Linked DNA regions of Mus musculus: region 1 is linked to region 2. A link is a contact called in public ChIA-PET data. All regions are on one chromosome and are shown on one strand. The core of a region is the stretch at or near the end of the contact, and the rest is flanking DNA. Distances in the headings are between cores, read along the strand shown. Region 1 holds the start of Cd2 (CD2 antigen). Region 2 holds the start of Igsf3 (immunoglobulin superfamily, member 3).

Region 1 (2,700 bases), core at 180-2,679, 89 kb before region 2:
CACCCACGGGGGGATGAGGGGAGCCCTTTCTATAGTGACATTTCCTGTGTGAAGCTCAGAATGTTTGTGTGCTCCCTGAATGGCTGATCTATTCTGCACAAGGCATTCTCAGCTTTCTCCGCAAGCCAAGGGCAGGCTTTCTCCTCTCACCCATTGGTGTGAGCTGCCAGTTTGTCCCTGGACTTTCAGCTTCGACAGCATCCCAGGCTTCGTTTTCTTCTTTCTCACCCACCCAAGCTTCTTCACTTCCTCCTCACCCCCACACCCGGCATGTTTGCACCCTTCCTCATCTCCCTGGCACCCTTTACTCCAGGCCAATGACTATCAATGACAACTCTTCTCACTAGAAGCTCTTGGAACGCTATAGATCCCACTGGCACACATACTCCATGCTGCCAGGAGCCTGGGCATGAGTCACTTCTTACAGCTCACTTGCTGGTTCTCACCAAGACTAAGACCACCTGCTTGGCTTCGCTTGGATGACAGGAGAGGACTCCTGGTTGGTCTTCTCCTGTTGCTCTTCAGTATCATGCCCTCTCATCATACCCTGGCTTAAACATAGCTCTCCAGACAAGAGGCTCACTGCTCCTAGGCACCCTCTGACATCCTGTCTAGCTACAGCTTCATCGGCCACCAAGGATGTCCATGTCTTTTCTCTGCTAACCTGTCTTCTTTCTGATTAATGCCTGTCTGTCACCTGGGAGTCTTTGTACAACCCCACAGCCACCCAAAGAGAGAATGAAAGGCAGACAGGCTTTAGAGCCACCCTCACCCACTGGAGTCTTCATTGTGGGCCACACAGGTAACATTGGATGGGGATGCTACAGAAAGGCTGCTCCCCAACTTTCTACATAGCAGCCGTCCTAAAATGAAAACCTTTAGGGAATGGAGACTTACCCAGAATCCTCACGTCCAGGTCCTTCTCCAGCCTAGTCATCCCATTTGTGCCATACACCATTACATTATAGGTGCCACTGTCGTTTCTCATCATCGGCTTCTTTATCTTCAGGGATCCGTTTGCTAAGACCTCATACGTTTCTGATATCAAAAAAGGTGGCTTCTTCCTTTTAAACTCTGCGACCAGGGTGCCCCTCCTTACCCATCGCACCTCATCAATATCATCAGTCATTTGAAAGTTGGGGATGTTCAGGGTGATGCCATGACCCAAGACACCCCAGATGGTCTCATTGTCTCTGCAGTCCGCCCCTGTAAAAAAGTAAGATGGTTTCTGAGGTCTCGGGACTACGGAGGATCTCCCTCTTCGCCTCTAATGTCCACTCCAAGGTCTCCGGAAGAGCTCCACGCGAATGCTTACCTTTGCCGGAAAGGCTGAAGAGCAGAAAGAAGCTACCCAGGAATTTACATTTCATCTTTAGAGTTCTTTTCCCAGGGGTGACTCTGAGTTCTTTCTGTCAGGACTGTGGTGAGGCTGGCAGAAGCCACACCCAGCAACCTGAACCACGTGTCTTTCATGCCTGCTGTTCACAGTAGGGGAGGGGGAGGGGGAGAGGGAGAGGTAGAGATGGGGAAGGAGAGAGAGAGAGACAGAGACCCTATCAAAACGACTCATGCATTTGCTGCCCTCCTTAACCGAAATAGGTGTCTGTGTCACATTTTAATCTTTACAAAAACAGCTTAGGGTGTTGGGTTTTAGCACCCCACCAGAGGAAGAAGAGGAACTGGGAGGTCAGTTGCCATAGCTACCCTTTTGTAAACAAGGGCTTAAACATAGCTGGCCACTCAGCTGTGCTGCCTTCAACAGGACCAAGTAGACTCACCGGCAAAAGGTCATAGGAATAGAATTCAGATATGTATATTTGGGAAGGATTGGGAGGCGTGGCCTTGTTGGAGGTGCGTCACTGAGGGTAGGCTTAGAAATCTTTAAAGCCCTTGTGGTCCTGTTAGCTCTCTCTCTCTCTCTCTCTCTCTCTTCCCTCTCCCCTTCCCCACTCTGTCTATCTGTCTGTCTCCTGCTGTGGATAGGAATGTAAAACCCCCCCAGCTACTGCTCCAGCGCTATGCTTCATGCCTGCTGCCATACTCCCGGCCATGCTGGCCATGGACCTGTAAGAGCACAGTAGATTCTTCCTTCTCTAAGTTGCCTTGGTCATGATGGTTTGTCACAGCCATTGAAAAGTGACTGCAACACCCATGAACGCCATGCCTGAAGAGGCCAGAGGAGTCCATCGATCTCCTGGAATTTAAGTTACAGATGGTTGTGAGCTGCCTCGTGGGTGCTGGGAATAAAACCTGGGTCTTCCGGAAGAGCAGCCTGAGCTCTTAAGTACCAAGATATCTCTCTTGTCCTAAGACTATAAAAAAATAGTGAACAGGGATACAAGGACTAATGTCCCTAAAAAGACAACAGAGAGGTCACGTGAGCAAGAGATACAGTGAACATATAGTCTTTTGATTCTTTAGAATTCAGTGAGAAAAGGTCTTCAAAATCACGGTTTTTCCATTTCAGATGCTTAACAACAGCCACAACAGTGCATTTCAGTTGAGTTAAAATATTAATTCCAAGGGGGGAAAAATCCAAGTGAAATAAGACTTAACAGGAAACATAAAAGAATTCCTATTCTTGAGTATGGAAAATCTTCCTATATGTATTGCACAATTCAGAAATAGTAAAGATGGACGTTAGAGGCCACATAAAAATCTAGAATCTATGCATGTACAAAGAGCTATTAAATGTGTGAG
Region 2 (2,700 bases), core at 37-2,536:
CACTGAGCCTCTCTCACACCCACCTAGACATTCCATGGAGCCCACCCCCTGATTGCCAGGGCCTCTCTGTTCCCATAGCTGCCTGTGTGGTTACTTCTATTTCCTGGATTTTTCAGCCATGATCCACCACAACATCTTTAATATTCCGGGAAAACTCTCCCACCCACCCTCCAATCCTAGGTCAAGTGCTTTTTCTAAAATGGAGCTCTGATTGCTACAGGTCCTTACTCAAACCATTCAGGGGCTTTCTCCTGGGCGTAAGCTTAAAGCCCAGCCCTCCCCCCCCCTTCCGATTTTTTGTTATAACTCTTCCTGTCAGTCTTTCCTCCAGTCTAGTTAGGGTCCCACAGGGCTTTTTCTCATAGGTACTGAATCTTTCTTCTCTGGGCATATAAAGTTATGTTTCCAGGGCCTATCATTGTCCTCTGTACCCCTCCTCCCTTGTTCCGTGGTTTTATACTCCGTTTTCTCTAGGACAAGGCTTCCTGGGCCTTACCCAGCCCAGCACTTCACCCCAGGAACACAGTGTTGGAATGGGTTCATTCCACACCATTTATGTATGGCCTACTGTTAGTGTTCCCAAGTAGATCACAAGTCTGCAAGGGCAGTACGATCCAACCTGCTCCTGTAACGAGTCGTTTTTAGCTCCTTGTGTTTGATAATATTGAGTAAGTATGGTGCCACTTGCATGGATAGCACTGTTAAGAAACTAATGACAGTTCATTTGTAACTGAGTGCTTTTGACATATGAGGCATTCCGCTAAGTGCTTTACAAGAATGACGTGGACACCTCACACAACCCTATTAAGCAGAGCTTATTTACTCTTTGTGACAGATGAGCAGACTGAGGCACAGAGAGGTTAAGCAACACAGAAGCTAAGGCTATGAACCTAGGCTGTCTCTGGGGTCCAGATTATGCTAGAGTGAAGCACAATGTGGAGGTTTGTTATAGAAATAGACTCAAGTCTCCAGCGAAGCGTTTTGCTATTGTTTACCGGGCGAAAGACGCGTCCCCGGGAGCCTGGGCTTTGGGAGGGGCCCTTGGGGCGCGAACCCCAGGTTAACTTTCCATCAGCTCATCCCAGGTGGTCCGCAGCTGCGTGCGGGTGCAGCCAGAGAGCGCCGGGGCGGTGGGCGGGGCGTTCCGGGGGCGTGTCCCCGTGAGGCCACCGCCTTCGCCCTTGCTCGCCTCGCGGGGAGCTGCGGGCCAGGCCGGAGCTGGAGGGCGGGGCCTGGGGCGGGGCGGGAGCAGGACGGCCTGAGCCGCTGCGGGAGGCGAGGAGGAAGCCGTGCGTCTTGGGAGGCGTGCGGGACACAGGACCGGCGAGCGTTCGGTTGCTGGGAGCTGCGGGGCCCCGGGCGAGGTGAGCGCGGGCGGGCGGGCGCGGATCCGGGTTGGGGGCGCGGGGACTGTGGCGTGGCGATCGGCGTCCCGCCCCGGGCCCAAGCCCCTTTCTCCGTCGGAGCCGGATCGCGCCGGGCGGGCTCAGCTTGCCGCAAGCGGAGCCCCGAGCCCCTTTTCGGACCCTTTTCTTTGCCAGTGTCTCAGACTCAACCGCCGGGGAGGTAAAACAATAGCGGGCCACCTGGGACGCGGCGCGCCCCGGCTCCCACGGTCGGCGCCCCGAGTCGCGGCCCCGCGCCAGCCCCGTGGCGACCCGCGCTGCCGAGGGTGGGGCTGCCTGCCGCGCCCCGCTCCGTAAACCGTGACGGGAAAAGCCCGCGAGTGAGAGAGGCATTTGGTGAAAGTGTTTTGAGAACAATCATAATTGCCCTGCTCTGGGCGGGGAAACTGAGGCGTGGGGAACGGAAGGTAAGATTTGTACAAGGTCAGGATGCACACATGGGCTGCCCTCGCCCAGGGAAGGGACCCAGGTGGCTCGGCTGGCCAGTCGGGTGCTTTGGCCTCTCTCGGTTTTGCGGCGGTTGTGTTGGCCTTAGATAAATGTCTGTTGTGTTTGTTTTAGGAATCTGCGGGCTTTTGTGGGACCACTCTCGAGCTATCAAATGCCAGCTTACTTCGTGTGCCCTGGGAGGTTCTGGGGCAGGTGACGGTACCGTGACCTCTCACTATGGATGGAGATGGACTTTTTGATGAAGAAATCCGAAGTGTCTTTACCAATCCGGGTGTTTTGGCTGTCTTGGGTTTTGACAAAACCTGCCTGGTTCCCTTTGGGGGATCCGAATGAGCGATCTCAGACACCTTCACTGCGAAGCCAAGGACATTTCTGTATAATCAGCGCATGAAAGGATTTTCTCAGACTCTTTCCTCCCGTTTTCCTCGAGGATTAATCCACCAGAATCCATAGTTCCGGTGGAGTCTGCAAGGCATATACAATGTGGCAGAAACCTTGAGCGCCTTCGGAATTGCTCTGGCCCCTGCCTTAGGCATAGAGGACTCTATTGCACACGCCACGCCACTCCCCTCCCCTGCCCCCAACTCCCTCCTTCTGACTACTCTGTCTTTGACTGGCTCTCATTTTCCCTGTGAAGTTCTGTTTCCAAACTGTTCCCTGGAGCTATAAGTGGATTGGCAGTAATGAGAGATTAGGCGGTGGGAAAAGCACGGTGCCCTGTGCAGTGTCCTTTTCCTGCTGCCGCTGCCGCCGACATGAAGTGCTTTTTCCCAGTGTTGAGCTGTCTGGCTGTGCTGGGTAAGTGACTGCTTATCAGTTCTATAGCTGTGAAAGTTTAACCCGA

The links. ChIA-PET counts read pairs in DNA pulled down with a chosen protein or histone mark.
Region 1: a contact with region 2 is called in an RNA polymerase II ChIA-PET map of effector CD8 T cells, with 30 read pairs. The contact joins the promoter of Cd2 here to the promoter of Igsf3 in region 2. A contact is called at or near these places in 3 of 39 promoter capture datasets (cranial neural crest, embryonic stem cells and hippocampal neurons), 5 of 484 Hi-C or Micro-C datasets (CD4 T cells, DN3 thymocytes, Th1 cells and 1 more), 3 of 115 datasets of contacts at active chromatin or transcription factors (the SCID.adh cell line, effector CD8 T cells and forebrain) and 1 of 9 other capture datasets (adipose tissue).

The regions. Positions count from the first base shown.
Region 1 is chr3:101,286,510-101,289,209 of GRCm38.p6, forward strand. It overlaps Cd2 (CD2 antigen), which reads right to left and starts at 1,430. Exons shown (of 5, transcript NM_013486.2): 1 at 1,316-1,430; 2 at 898-1,206. The coding sequence starts at 1,370.
Region 2 is chr3:101,375,839-101,378,538 of GRCm38.p6, forward strand. It overlaps Igsf3 (immunoglobulin superfamily, member 3), which reads left to right and starts at 1,287. Exons shown (of 11, transcript NM_207205.2): 1 at 1,287-1,364; 2 at 1,968-2,654. The coding sequence starts at 2,612.